Linked DNA regions of Mus musculus: all the other regions are linked to region 4. Evidence: chromatin contacts called from public promoter capture Hi-C data. All regions are on one chromosome and are shown on one strand. The core of a region is the stretch at or near the end of the contact, and the rest is flanking DNA. Distances in the headings are between cores, read along the strand shown.

What was found. Promoter capture Hi-C pulls out the DNA fragments that hold promoters and counts their contacts.
Region 1: a promoter capture Hi-C map of pre-B cells shows a contact between it and region 4. The contact joins the promoter of Uchl4 here to the promoter of Parp16 in region 4. A contact is called at or near these places in 4 of 39 promoter capture datasets (cranial neural crest, liver, pre-B cells and 1 more), 1 of 115 datasets of contacts at active chromatin or transcription factors (bone marrow-derived macrophages) and 1 of 9 other capture datasets (embryonic stem cells).
Region 2: a contact with region 4 is called in a promoter capture Hi-C map of erythroid cells, with 2.7 times the contacts expected there. The contact joins the promoter of Csnk1g1 here to the promoter of Parp16 in region 4. A contact is called at or near these places in 1 of 39 promoter capture datasets (erythroid cells), 1 of 115 datasets of contacts at active chromatin or transcription factors (microglia) and 1 of 9 other capture datasets (adipose tissue).
Region 3: a promoter capture Hi-C map of erythroid cells shows a contact between it and region 4, with 33 times the contacts expected there. The contact joins the promoter of Zfp609 here to the promoter of Parp16 in region 4. A contact is called at or near these places in 1 of 39 promoter capture datasets (erythroid cells), 2 of 484 Hi-C or Micro-C datasets (embryonic stem cells and regulatory T cells) and 2 of 115 datasets of contacts at active chromatin or transcription factors (astrocytes and trophoblast stem cells).
Region 5: a promoter capture Hi-C map of erythroid cells shows a contact between it and region 4, with 9 times the contacts expected there. The contact joins the promoter of Ppib here to the promoter of Parp16 in region 4. A contact is called at or near these places in 4 of 39 promoter capture datasets (erythroid cells, liver and pre-B cells) and 2 of 115 datasets of contacts at active chromatin or transcription factors (memory CD8 T cells and pancreatic cancer cells).

What each region holds. Positions count from the first base shown.
Region 1 is chr9:64,233,825-64,236,524 of GRCm38.p6, reverse strand. It overlaps Uchl4 (ubiquitin carboxyl-terminal esterase L4), which reads right to left and starts at 1,324. Exons shown (of 1, transcript NM_033607.1): 1 at 163-1,324. The coding sequence starts at 1,286. The coding sequence ends at 585. All of the region lies in intron 1 of Map2k1 (mitogen-activated protein kinase kinase 1), which reads left to right.
Region 2 is chr9:65,907,637-65,910,336 of GRCm38.p6, reverse strand. It overlaps Csnk1g1 (casein kinase 1, gamma 1), which reads right to left and starts at 1,327. Exons shown (of 14, transcript NM_173185.2): 1 at 1,169-1,327. Trip4 (thyroid hormone receptor interactor 4) reads left to right here and starts at 1,543. Exons shown (of 14, transcript NM_001357872.1): 1 at 1,543-1,898.
Region 3 is chr9:65,826,233-65,828,932 of GRCm38.p6, reverse strand. Zfp609 (zinc finger protein 609) reads left to right here and starts at 1,369. Exons shown (of 10, transcript NM_172536.3): 1 at 1,369-1,467. It overlaps Trip4 (thyroid hormone receptor interactor 4), which reads left to right. Exons shown (of 14, transcript NM_001357872.1): 14 at 1-6.
Region 4 is chr9:65,213,254-65,215,953 of GRCm38.p6, reverse strand. Parp16 (poly (ADP-ribose) polymerase family, member 16) reads right to left here and starts at 1,264. Exons shown (of 7, transcript NM_177460.4): 1 at 1,091-1,264; 2 at 322-605. The coding sequence starts at 495.
Region 5 is chr9:66,058,760-66,061,459 of GRCm38.p6, reverse strand. Ppib (peptidylprolyl isomerase B) reads right to left here and starts at 1,291. Exons shown (of 5, transcript NM_011149.2): 1 at 1,060-1,291. The coding sequence starts at 1,194.

The DNA of each region.
Region 1 (2,700 bases), core at 75-2,574, 980 kb after region 4:
CTGATGCCCCTGGGAGCCACATGGTGGAAGGTGAGACCTGACTCTTGCTCAGTGGCACATGTGTACCCACAGACACATAAATGTAACAAAAGTAAAACTAAAAAATGTAGTCATTGAAGGCAAGGAAAGCTGCTTTCCCCAAGGACGGCGAGGCCTACGTTTCAGGAAAGACCGGGCTTCGTATCATAGTATATTAACATAGAGACTTTGGCAGATTATTATTCTTTTTTGTTTGTTTGTTGTTGTTGTTTATTTTTTGTTTTTCGAGATAGGATTTCTCTATGCAGCGCTGGCTGTCCTGGAACTTGCTTTGTAGACCAGGCTAGTCTAGAACTTGGAGAGCCACCTGCCTCTGTCTCCTGAGTACTGGGATTAAAGGTATACACCACCACTGCTGGGCTATTCTTGTACTAGAACATTCCTTCTACAACAGTTTCTTTTGCCTTGTTTGTTTGTTTGTTTGTTTCCACATAAAGTTTAATTAGTCAAGTTAATGAAAATATTAAAAATTTTGAGTTAGTTATGGCATCAGAAATTTAACTTTTGTTGCAAATAATACAGTATTTGGTGTTTCTGTCAAGATGCTATGCTGCCGAGAGAGCAATTGCATTAAATCTTAACTCATCAGGGTCACGTTCCATGAACTTCTTGCAAACTTTTATGACATCCTCTAACAACGTCTCATCGCTAGTTTTCCCATGGTTAATTGGAAATGGTTTCCATCCATCTAATTCATAGAGATGCCCATCTACATGTACTAACGCAATAAAATGAAGATCTACTTTTTCATCTATACTTGGTGCCTCAGTCTGACCTTCATGTGCACTGGTTTCATGAGTAACTCGAATAGCGTCATAGTTCTCCAGGTATTTGGCTCTCTCTTCAGGGCTCATTGATACAGACTCCTCCAGGAACTTTTTCAATGTTGACCCTGATTCAAAGTGCACCTTGTCTTTGTTGTTTGCAATGGCATGGATTAGTCCAATCGTTCCAATCGTTCCACAGGCATTGCTGATGGTTTGTTTCATAAAATATACTGATGATGTCACATCTTGTCCTTGAGATTTTATCTTTTCTTCCTCTTCTGTTCTGAAGACTTCATACTTTTCTGTGATAGGGAAGAGGAGTAACACTGCGCACACTGGTCTTGGTATGATGCTAAGAAGTTCAGACTCCATCCCGTACACATCAACAAACTGCCAGTTAGGATGCAGGCCTAATTGCTTGAGAAACTGGTTGGTGACCTCAGGGTTGGCCTCCAGTGGCAGCCAGCGTTGACCCTCCATGACTGCTCCGTCGGCCTCTCTCCAGCTCTGACCTTGCCTTGTTTAATATTGGTAACTAAATAACTCCTGGGTTAACCATAAATGGAATTTGTTGCATCCCTATTTCTGAGTGTGGTAATTAAAAAAAAAAATCTAAGCCATTTTCATATTAAAAAGCCTTACCATCTTTAGCAGGGAAAGATAAGGGGAAAGAGTTGGAAAAGTACCAGAAACAAGTGACAGGTGTTTTGGTGAGTTATGTTTCAGCTTGCTCTCCAGTCACAGGAGGAGTGTAAATTGCTGGTGATCATGTGAGGCAGAGGGGATGGAGGGTGAGCGGAAATCAGTGGTTCCGGAGGCACCGACCCTTCCATCACCAGAGGCTTGCCCACTGCTGGGGACCTGAGACAACTCCTGGGCAAGTTGCTTTCCTGATAGACAGGGCTGCCCATGGGGACTAAGGCTTGCTTTAGTCTTCAAGGTAATAAAAATGGATGTGTGCAAGAAGACTAGTAGGATGGAGTCCAAAGACTAAAGAGGAACTGGAGAAACAGCTGGCATTCACTGAGGGCTTTCTGGTCTCTGTAGTCACGGATATTCTACAAGAACGGTTACCAGAGTCCATTGTACCAGTTGGCGATGTGAAGCTCAGGGAAGCTTAGTAGTTTCATAGGGTTGTATAACTGGTAAGCTGTGGATCTAGGTTAGAGCCTAGGTCAGGCCTCGGCTAACATCATTCCCCACCCCACTGTGTAAAATGCAGGAGGATTTTGTAGTGTTGTACTTTTCTAAACTAGACATTACCCACATATAGCTATTTATATCTAAATTAACTAAAATTCAGTACAGTTTAAATACCAGTTTCTCAGCCATACTAGTTACCTTTAAAAGCCTTATTGGCCACTGTGGCAACTGTTTTGGGCAGCATACATGTAGACTATTTCTGTCATTGTATAATGTCTGTGAGTACTGGTCTAGAAGTCAACCATCTTGTCCTTTAGTTAATTCTTGCCCTTTTGCTTTGCAAAGGACAAAATGAAGGATGAGAAAAGAGGCAACTCATTCAACCAAAGAACACAGTTGATCCAGGCTCTTAGCCTGGCTGCACAGTGGAGTCTCCCGTGCCCTCTGTCTTTCCTTAAAACACAAACCGTAGAATTTAGAAGTAGTGATTTTTTTTTTTCTGTGCCTCCAGCTTCACTCCGTCTCTCTGTTGCTAGATTCTTTCTTCTGAAGCTTTTCTCTCAAGTTCAAAGGGTATATCCGAGTTGGCTTCCCCCAAGGAAATAAAAGATGTTTGTTGGAAAGGAATTCCACGCTTAATATATGAAGCGGCCCTTGGATCCCTTTGCTTCCTTCTTTGCCTTCCTTCCAGGCACTTTGTAATTGAACTTGCAGCTGCTAACCATCTGTCTTCCAAACAGTTCAGATGACA
Region 2 (2,700 bases), core at 78-2,577, 690 kb before region 4:
GTGACTTGACCAAAGTCAACAACTAGTTAAGAGGCAAAGGCGGGTTCATTCCCAGAATTATCTTTCTCAAAGCCAATACTTCCACTTGAACATAATTATCTCCTTAAAAGATTAAGAGAGAGTTCAATCATTGGAAAGGGACTCTTGTCCCTTGTCTCTCTAAATGTTCACTAGTTCTTCTAAGACATATACTATACTTCCTACAATTCAGTCACTTAAACAAAATGAAGATAGCATTTCTAATTCGTTTAAACCACAAAAGGATTACTGGCAGGTGAGAAAGAGGTTGAAAAAGGCTTGCCTAAACATGTCTCATCTAGACCTCTAAATATGGATTTCCTAGTGGTTTTTTTAAAGCATGCTCATTTACAAGGCTACGTTTGAATATAGTCAGATGCCTTCCAGTATTGCATTTTCTAAGAAAATTCATACCAGACTCATATCGGTCTGGGAGACTGCTAGAATATGCCATTCTGGCACTTTGCAAATATCCGAAAAATCATCCGGGGGCAACAAACCCAGTTTCACACTCTTGTTTTACGACGTGATGCGTACCCACTTAGGGGACAACGCTCCTATAGGGCGCCCTGCCGAGAGAGCAATAAAGGAAGAAGCGGGGGAAGCGCACGGAAGTTGGGTGGAGGGAGGTCTCATTACCCACTCTTCTGCCCTACCTCTGCCAAGGGCGGCTCCACGGTGCCCAGCCGACACGAAACCCTTACAAGCCCTCGAAGCCCGGCTCTGTCCCAACAGAGAGTCCGGGACGCGGACAATGTGAAGCACAGGATGACCACAGTCACCTCTCCAAGTCTATACCCTTGATTTCGGCCCTGGATGATGCTCCCCCTTCTTTTCGGAGCTGGCACTCCAGGTGGGAAACTCCCGGTCTGCATTGGCCGAAGTCCCTGCTTCAGAAAGGGCGCCTCCTGCGACCGGGTCTAACCCGCAACCCGCAACTCTTTGCACGCAGGGACCCTGGTCCCTCTGTCCCGCCCCCGCAACCCTCCACGGACAGGCCCGCGCCCCACCCGGGATTCCCGAGTCCACTGCCCCGCCCCAGCGAAGGGCTCCTAAAGCCCCCACCCCACCCCCCCCACACACACACGTACACACACACACACATCTCAGACTCCAGTCTCCCAGACCCAGTCGAAGCCAGAGTACCTACCTAAATCAGCGGTGCTCCAGTGTTCCAAGGGGGCGGGCGCGGTCCCCTCCCCGAGGCGCCTACTGCTTCTCTCAACCACCCCTTAAGCCGCAGCTTTGCTTTCCCAGGAGCGGGAGGGAGCGGAGGGAGCGGAGGAGGCGGAGGGGAGGGGGAAGACCAGTTGAGGGGCGGCCGAGCCAAGCCGGAAGTACTAATGCAGGTCCCACCCACCTCCTGGAGCCGCAGAGCATCCTCGTTCTTCTGATAGGACAAACCCCTGTCGTCGCTGTGAAATTCAGACCACCACTTCCGGGTCGTTAATGCTGCGGCCCCTCCTTAGCAACAGCGTGGGGTTGCTAAGCGGAAGTGCCTTTAAATACCCCCCTTCCCCCCCCATTTCTTCGGGGACTGTTGGTAAGTGGGTTGGGAGCTTCGTTTTCTCATTTGGAAATGTTTTTAGGCCTTTAGTTTACAATGTTAGGCCAGGTAAACCCTTCGCTGCAGCAGGTAGTAGGCCCAACGTAGCTGCTTCCATCAGTTGGTCTCTGACACCAGCTCCAAACTACACACACCTCCTGGAATCCTGGGCCATCTCGGCAGCTCCTCCCAAAGCTCCTCTCCAGGCCCCTTGCGGGAGCTTCTTTCTCACTGTCTAGCAAGCATCTCCCTCTGGTGGATTTCCTGTCGTTTCAACCAGACTTTTGCATGCATTTCGTTCTGAACCGGCTCCAGAAGTCGAACAGTGAAGTGGGTAAGAAAGTTTTGTCTTACCTTGTCTTTTCTTTTTTCTTTTTTTTTTTTTTTTTAAGGATTTAACGTTTTTATGTGTGACCTGGAAATAACCTAGCTATATTTGAGTCTATGAAAATTGACCAGAGTAATATTATTATTGTTATTCCATAAAACGGGGGAGTTGGGGGAGACAAAGAATGCCGGTAATCTCGCTTGAGTAGGAAGACAACTAAGCCTCCCATCAGAATAAACCAACATACCTATACGGTGACTAAGAAAGGTGTCCATAAAAACCCTCATTTAGGCTGGGGATTTAGGTCTGTGATACAAAACTTGCCTGGCATGCCCAAGGTCTTTAGTTCGATTCCCAGGCATCGAAGAAAGGAAGGGAGGCAAGGAGACTCATTTACTGGACATGACAAGCAGACCTGTAATGCTTAGACTCCAGAGGAAAAGCGAGGATAGTAACTCCAAGGCCTAGACTACATGGTCAGTCCCAGTTTTAAAACATTTTACCTAACATACCCGAGGCATAAGTTCACTCTTTGAAAAAACTGGAAAACTATGGTGGAGACCAAAGCCAACAAAATAACCCCCTGTAACGACCCCTATAATTATAGTAATTATATTTTTAGAGAAACCTGGGGTGGGGGATAAAACCATCACTTGACTGTATTATTTTTTGAGTCTGAATCTCACTTTGAAGCCCTGGATGACTGATCAGGTAATGTCTATGTAGACCAGGCTGGCCCTGAATTCAGAGACCCACCTTCCTCTTCTCCCAGGTGCTGGGATTTAAAGCGTTCACTACCGGGATGGAC
Region 3 (2,700 bases), core at 120-2,619, 610 kb before region 4:
ACCAAGAGGGAATTACTTTTTCCTAGACTAGATGGGCTTGGGCTTAGCGTTCATCTTTAAGCTGTCAGCTCTCCCACCCTCCTTTTCTTTCTGTGAAGATAGCAAAGTTATGACTCACTCGATCTCTAAGTCACATGCTACTGTGAATGGCACCAGTGAAGAGTGCCCTTAGGATAAGAGAATAAAGGTAACTGCATAGCTGAATAAAATGGTCTCAGACACAGGAAGGGCATGATGGGGGTTCTTGAGAATTGGATAAACATTGGTTTGCTATGGTAGGAGGTGGAAGTCTTAGGTCATGAAGCAGTTTCGTAAGCAACTGGTGGGAGGGCTCAATTTCACAAGAACAGAATGTCTGCTGTGTAGATGGTGTGCTGGGCAACCTTAAGATAGGTAACAGATTTAAAAGTCACAATCTATAGTGACAGAATGGTGAGATGGAGTGCAGAAACGGGCTCAAGGTTAAAAAGCAGTAAGATTTAGTGATACTGGATGTTGAGGTGGAAAGGGACACAGGTACTCTAGAGGAAAACAAACGATAATCAAAGAAAAACTGAAGACATTGAATAAAAAAGGAGTTTGAGGGCCAGTGAGATGGCTCAGTGGGTAAAGATGCGCGCTGCTAAGCCTAAGGATCTAAGTTTGATCCCTAAAACCAAATGGTGGAGGGAACGACTCCTGCAAATTGTCGGCTGACCTGCAAACGTGCGCCACGACACGTGTCCTGTCCCCCCCAACCCCCACCCTAAATTCTTTACTTAAAATAGTTTGCCGAACTAAGCGGCAAAATGGATGAGACAGTTAAGAGCTGTGCACTTGTCTTCTGTTCTTTGTAGAAAGGTTCATGTTCAGATCCCATGATCTTTCCTCTTTCCACGATAGAAAACATCTGTATTTAAGAGCTAACGCTTCTCCAGAGACTTTTCGGTGAGAAGTCTTATCCAGCCAGGAATCTGCACGAGGAGAGAGCATTGGGTTCAAACTGTCCAGCCCGGTCTTCTGAGCTTATCTTAGTTTCGACCCGCCCGCCAGGTTTTCCAGCATTCTTTTCTCAGGGCTCGCAGCTACCGCGCATTTAGAGACCCAGGACTTAGCTCCTGCATCCAGGTTCCGGGTTTCCTCGTGCACTCGCCCGCTCCAGACTCCATAGCGCACGGAATCCGGATCCGAGAGCACGAGAATCCAGTGTCCAGGTCTTCCAGGCTGCCCTGGTTGTCCCGGATCGCGGCGGCGGCGGCGGCGGTGGCGGCGGCGGCGGCGGCGGCGGCGGCAGCTGAGGGACCCGCAGCCCCGGACACAGCGGCCCCGGCCAGGCGGGGCGGAGCGGCGCGGGGAGGGGCGGAGAGCCGGGGCGGGGAGGGGGAGGGGCCGCGGCCCAGATGGCGGCCCGGGACGCGTAGCAGTGGTGGCTCTGCGGCCCGGGGCCCCGGGCGGGCGGAGGTGGCGGCTCCCGGGACCGGCCGCGCGGTGAGTCTAAGCTTTGTGTGGAGCCGGGGCTGGGAGGGGGAGGCGACTCTGGGGGAGGCCCGGCGCCGAGGGGCGCGGAGGGCGCCGGAGCAGCGGCGCCCGGCGGAGGAAGTGGGGGTTGGGGGGGCCGGGGCGGAGCGAGGGGAAGGTGTGTGCGGGGAAAGCGGGGTCGTTGCGTGGGTGGGGGAGGGGGCCTGAGGTGAAGTTCAAAGCATGGCCCGGGCGGTTCGGGCTGAGGGTGGCGGTGCCCGGGATAGTCTCTGATTTGGCCAGGTGGTAGGGGCAGGCCAGAGAGTTTTCGGAGGCTCTGCCGAGGGAGCCCCGGGGCGACTGGGGCTCGTTAGGGACTCAGGGGAGCGTCGGGAGCGGAGGGTTGAAAGCAGGACGTGTGCGCGACCCGGGAAAGGAGAGCAAGGTGGCTGGGAGCGTGCAGGCAGTAGGTTGTGGGTGTGTGCGCCTTTCCAGTCTTAGGTCACATTTTACTCCTGTCCTTTTCTTCAAGATGGAGGGATCCCTAGGCCTGGACTTTAAACTGCTGTCCCTGTATCCCCGGGAGGGTTTGAGACCCTGTCCTGTTTGGAAACCCCATGCTGCCCTCTTTTCCCTTTATGTGTAATTACGGTTGGATCATCTCTCTGCTTGGTTCAGATTCTCCTTCCTCCCTCTGGGGCTGAGGAGGAGGAGACACATCTGACCAATTAATGTGTGTTTGTGAAACAGGCAGCGGCAAACAGTCATTTCGGCTTCTAGGAATTAGGCTCACACAGGGTGGAGAGAGCAGAGCCCTTCAGGGGGAATATTTCTGAACAAATCACAGATGATTAAATTCTCTCAGAAACCGCTTCCTACCTAAATGAGAGTGGGAAAGATGGGGGAGAAAGCCTGTCTGTTTCCAGCCATGTGTCCAGAGCCCCAGGGGTTGAGGAGAGTCCCTAAGCCCCCACAGGCCTCTCTTTTCTGTATTAGGCTTTGCTCTGCAGCCTTGAGTTAATTTCACCCCTGCTGCTTTGTCTTGGGGGAGGGAGTGCTGGTTTAGGCTGTTGTGAGAGATGACTGTTCTGCTGCCACACAATAGTCGTGTCATTTTATCGGGAGTGCTACCCCAGGGCTGAGAACTGTTGCAGCAGAGATAAACCGGTCCCTCTCACTCGCCTATTGTGTACACAGTGAAGGTCATAGGTTCAAGTCTTGTCTGAGAGCTTTGGATATGCTCCATCTCCCAGGCTCCTCAGT
Region 4 (2,700 bases), core at 15-2,514:
CTAGGCAGAACAGCTGGTTCAGATCAACGCCCCTTTAGGGCCACACTAGAGCGTTTTGTGGAGGACTATGTAGCTATTCCATCACTCCTGGGATTAAGTCACTGACAAAAGGAAGCAGCCACCGAATGACCTGGCAGTGTGTCTGCACGAGGGTGTTTAGGAGTGTTCTTGCTGATGGGAACCTTCCCCAAGGCCAGGCTGGGTGGGAAGTCCAGGGAATTGGCGTGTTTTCTAACACGGGTGGAGCTGCTCCTGCCTGCCGTTCCACAGGGCCACTTGGCCCAGGATGCAGCGAGCAACGGTGGATCAGGACGGACTCACCAGGGCCTCGAAGTCCTTACAGTCGTGGCGGGCGTAGGAGGCGGGGAAGGGCCGCAGCACCGAGTCCCGCTTGTAGCTCTGCAGCGCCGAGGCGAAGAGGCTGCAGCGGAGGTCCGCAGCCAGCACGTCGCGGCTCGCTGCCTCCCTGGCTGCTGCCCTGTTGGAGAGCTGCATCCCGGGCTCGTAGCGCGTGGCCGGGAGGAGACAAGGAGGGGCAGCGCGGGGCCTGGGCCCGGGGGACCGTAGACCGTCTGCTGCCAGGTTTTCCAGCCCGGGGGGTGGAGCTAGGCAAAGGGGTGACAAATTGACATTGGTGAGAACGCGCCGGCGAGCGTCCTCTGCAGGACACTGGGCACGGTCGCTCAGTGCGGGGAAACACGGGATCTGGGAGAGTCGCCTCTCGGGTCCCGCCAGTCCCGGAGTCCCCGGTATGGAGTTGTCGCTATTGCACCCGGCGTGGGTAGTACCCCGGGGACCCGGCCGATCAGTCCTGGCCGCCCCACACTGCCAGCAGCCACCGCCTACCTCCCCGCCCGCCGCTCTCACGCCGCTCCGCCCACCCGGCCCAGGCCCGCCCCTTCCCGCGCCCTTGCTCAGCTCGCGCCCGCCCACAGGTCCCGGAGGATCCCAGCTGCCCCGGGTGCTGGGCAAAGGTGCCCAATGCGGCTGCTAGTCATCCTCGCCACCGCCCCAAGTGGAAACCGCCCCGGGACCCGCCCCGGGGAATTGTCTTTGTCCTGGCTCCACGGGTTGAGCCAGCCTCGCTCACCTTGGGAATTGCCACCTGTTGAATAAATCGGTTTCCTCTGGAGCTGACACGTTGCACACAAGAAGCCACTTGATACCCAGGGAAAACTGAAGGTCGGAGTGACACAATACTTTCTCAAGACACTGTAGCCGACCCAAAGACCTTCCTCTCTACCTTACAGCCTCCGCAATTCTCTGAATTGCTCAAATGTCTGACCTCAGATTTCCCAGGATCCTCCTCCTTCGAAGGCCTCTAACAGGAAGTCGGGAAAACAGGCACTGGGAGAACAATGACCTAACCCTGCCGAAGGGAAAAGACCGGACCCCAAGATGACTCAGCAACTGGTCGAGTAAAGGCACTTGCTGTCCGTCCTCACGACCTGAGTTCTATCCCAGGATCCCATATGTTAGGAGCTAAGTGACTCTAGCAATTTGTCCTATGACTTCCACACCTGCACCAAGGCTCAAGTGTGCCCACATGTGAACGTATACACAAAATAAATAAATGTAGGGCTGGTGAGATGGCTCAGCGGGTAAGAGCACTGACTGCTCTTCTGAATGTCCTGAGTTCAAATCCCAGCAACCACATGGTGGTTCACAACCACTGGTAATGAGATCTGACTCCCTCTTCTAATTCGTTTGAAGACAGCTACAGTGCACTTATGTATAATAAATAAATCTTTGGGCCGGAACAAGCAGGGACTGAGCGAGCAGGGTTGACCAGAGCAAGCAGTGGTCCTAAATAAAAATTCAATTCCCAACAGCCACATGAAGGCTCACAACCATCTGTACAGCTACAGTGTACTCACATACATAAAATAAATACATTAAAAAATTAAAATAAAGGCAGGAGGATTTCTGAGTTCGAGGCCAGCCTGGTCTACAAAGTGAGTTCCAGGACAGCCAGGACTATACAGAGAAACCCTGTCTTGAAAAACCAAAATAAATAAATAAAATAAAATAAAAAATGTAAGAACAGATTCCCTTTACCTCTTCTTCTTCAAGACCTCACTAGAAAAAAAGCACTTGGCCTTCTGGTCACATAGAAATCTAAGACCAGTGCTGAATTGTTAGACTAAAAGTCCCCTTTAAAGACCCCACACGTGCTGAGAGGTGGTGGCTCACGCCTTTAGTCCCAGCACACCAGAAGCAAAGGCAGGCATATCTCTGAGTTCAAGTCCAGCCTGGTCTACAGATCAAATCCCAGGACAGCAAGGGCTACACAGAGAAACCCTGTCTCAAAAAAAACAAAAACAAACCCCAAAACAAAACTTTACAAAAACAAAAACAAAAACAACCATTAATTAGATAAATAAACATACACACACACTGGCTCTGCTCTCTGAGAAATCACCCCCTTCTTGGGCATCCGAATGGGACCTGGCCCTGTGCTCCTCAGACTTCGGGAGGGAAGACAGGCAGAACTATATTCTCAGACCCTAGAGAGCTTCCCAGGCCAAACAATGATGCAAACCACCCCCAGGAGTCCAAATGGTAATGGTTGTTGTAAGGCCTGGGCTGATTTGGAATCACCAAAATGTCTGAGAGCCTATGACCTCAAATAAAACCCCTCCAGCACCCCAAGTCCTGGGGCCCCTAGGGCCCCATGGAGCATCTGGAACCCTAAGGTAC
Region 5 (2,700 bases), core at 42-2,541, 850 kb before region 4:
AAGTGAACAAGTCCAAGCTTAGCCTTCACAGGGGCCTTGGTAGAGGAGGGCCTGAGGAGTTACCCCATGAGTGAGAACAAAGCCTAAAGCTGTGGCTGAGTAGGGCAAAACCTTTGTACAAATCCAACAAACAGGCTGGAGAAACAGCAGCTGTTAAGAGCATCTGCTGCTTTCCCAGACCCTAGAGCTTCTGTTCTCAGCACCTAGATGGTGGCTACAACCATCTGTACACTTATGAAAGCTCTAGTAGTCTCCAACCCCAGTACTAGGGAGTACGAAATGGTGGGCCACTGCAGATAAGCCGTCCACCACTGAGCTAATAACCCCAGTAATTAATCTTGCTAAATTGTAGTCTCCCTCAAGTAGCTGGGAGTAATATATGCCACAGCACTTGGGTCCACCCCAAGAAAGGATTACAGACTGCCTTATGGCTTAGAGGAAAATTCGGTTGCGGCCAAGCCTGAAGACCAGAGACCAACGTGAATGGACTCCTGCAAACTGTCCTCTGACCTCTACGGTTGCACTGTGGTACCCGAGTCCCTCTCCCTACTAAGTAAATAATGTAACATTTTTTAAAAGTTTTCGTTCTCAAGACTATAGAATAGCAATCTGTGCTCTTTAAATGATTCCAGATTATAGAAACATACATTAAAAGGGGGACATACACAGGGAGATACACTGTGCTTGCAAGTTTAACTATATTTACTGTGTGTGCTACAAAACACACTAAACTGGAGAGACCATAGTAAAAGATTCGGCAATTCTGATCCATCACCATTTCCCAGCAATGCAGGGGATGTGCAAAGGGACCGTCCTAAGGATGTCCGTGCTGGCCGAAGCTGGGCATCCTGGGTCAGGGCGGGGGGCTGGGGGAGTCTGGGTTATTCTCTAGTCTGAGTAGATAGGGCGAGCCTGGCTTCAAGAGATCAAAGTCGACCCAAGGAAGAACTGAACAAGAACAAGGACGCTCAGGTCGGAACTACTGGGCCAGACCCGCTCCGGCTTGAGCCGGACCTAAGGCGGCGGAAGGCAGGCCTCGCTGGTGAGGGGAGCCCAGACCTTGACTGTGACTTTAGGTCCCTTCTTCTTATCGTTGGCCACGGAGGGTCCGGGCAGCAAAAGGAAGACGACGGAGCCCACGATGAGGGCGGCGGCGAAGAGCACCTTCATATTGCGCTCCGAGAGGCGCAGCATCCACCGGCAGCAGCAAGAGCGGTCGGGCAGCCCGGACCGGAAAAGGGTGTGGACGCGCAGCGTGCGCGTGGCCGCCCAGGCGTGGGGTGGACCCGGGGCCGCGGGCGGTCTCGTAGCGCCAGGAGCGCGCCACGTTCTCCCTGCGCAGCGACGCCGAGTGGTAGGCGCTGCCGGGGGCGGGGCTGCGGGTGGCTGCCACGTTACAGCCCTCTGATTGGGTATGTCAAGGCGGTGCGCAAAGGCAGCGTTGGGATTGGTATCAGAAAGAGAGACTACGCACCCCAGCGTGCCTTGCGACCCCACCTGCCCATCCAACTTTCAGACTTTTGTCACGGCGTGCAAAGACCAGTCGCTGCCAAATTTGGAGGTGGTCTTCAGAAGACTGGACACACTTAACCTTAGTACTAGGGGTTGAATTTAGCGGTTGAGCGTTACAGCATAGCCTTCTATATCTTCTATAATGCCTTGCTTGGGGACCGGGCGTAGTGGCTCACACCCGTCATCCCAGCACTGGGCAGGGTGAAGTAGGATGGTAAAAAGTTCAAGGCCAGCCTGGGCTACAGAGTGACTACTAGTTCTTTTTGGACTAGAGTGAGACCTTGTCTTAAAACGAACACGACCAGTCATGGTTGCACGTCTCTTTAATCCCAGCACCTTGGAGGAAGAAGCAGAAAGATTTCTGTGAGTTTAAGGCGGCTTCTATGTAGTTAGTTTCTGGCTATTAAGCATAATATAGTAACACCTATGCCCGAGAACAAAAAAGGGGTGGAGTCGAGGGGTGAAGAGATGGCTCAGTGTTAAGGTTCTTGCTCCACAATCATGAGGACCTGAATTTGGACCCAGCTCTAAAAGCAGATCATGGCCATACTTTATGACTCTAATCCTAGTGCTGTAGTGGTGCTGGACATAGGCGGGTCTGGTAGCCTTGCTTGCTTCCAGACTAGTTCTTTGATTGAGGTAGAGATCCTGTCTCAAAATGAAGGCCCAGAATGATAAGAGCTCTACACATAATGTGCATGCATTACACACACACACACACACACACACACACACTGCTTCCATTTTTAGTTTTTACTAATTTACTACTCATCTTTGTCTTGGAATCCTGTGCTTAACTGCTGTGTGCGCCTATGAAAGGATGCATTCTGTTGGATACTTTGGTATTTATCTTTTCCTTTTTACAATGTCTCATTGCATGTGAGTGGGTAGACACGTAGTTACCTGCATGTGGAGGGAGTTTATTCTCTCCTTACATCACAGGGACTCTGAGGGTTGAACCCATGTCCTTTGGCTCAGAGGCAGCAGGCAACTTTACTGAACCTGAGTTATCCTACCGGCTCCTGGTGTTAAATTTCTTTTCTTCGCACTTTGTTTTAGGAGAATGAGCCCTTGCTGCACATAGTCTTTACATAGCTCCCCTAGCCTGTCTCCAGGGCTCGGTGCTCAGCAGGTATTGGTTGGGGTGGCTTCACATTAACATAGAAGTGGAAAATAACATATACAAAG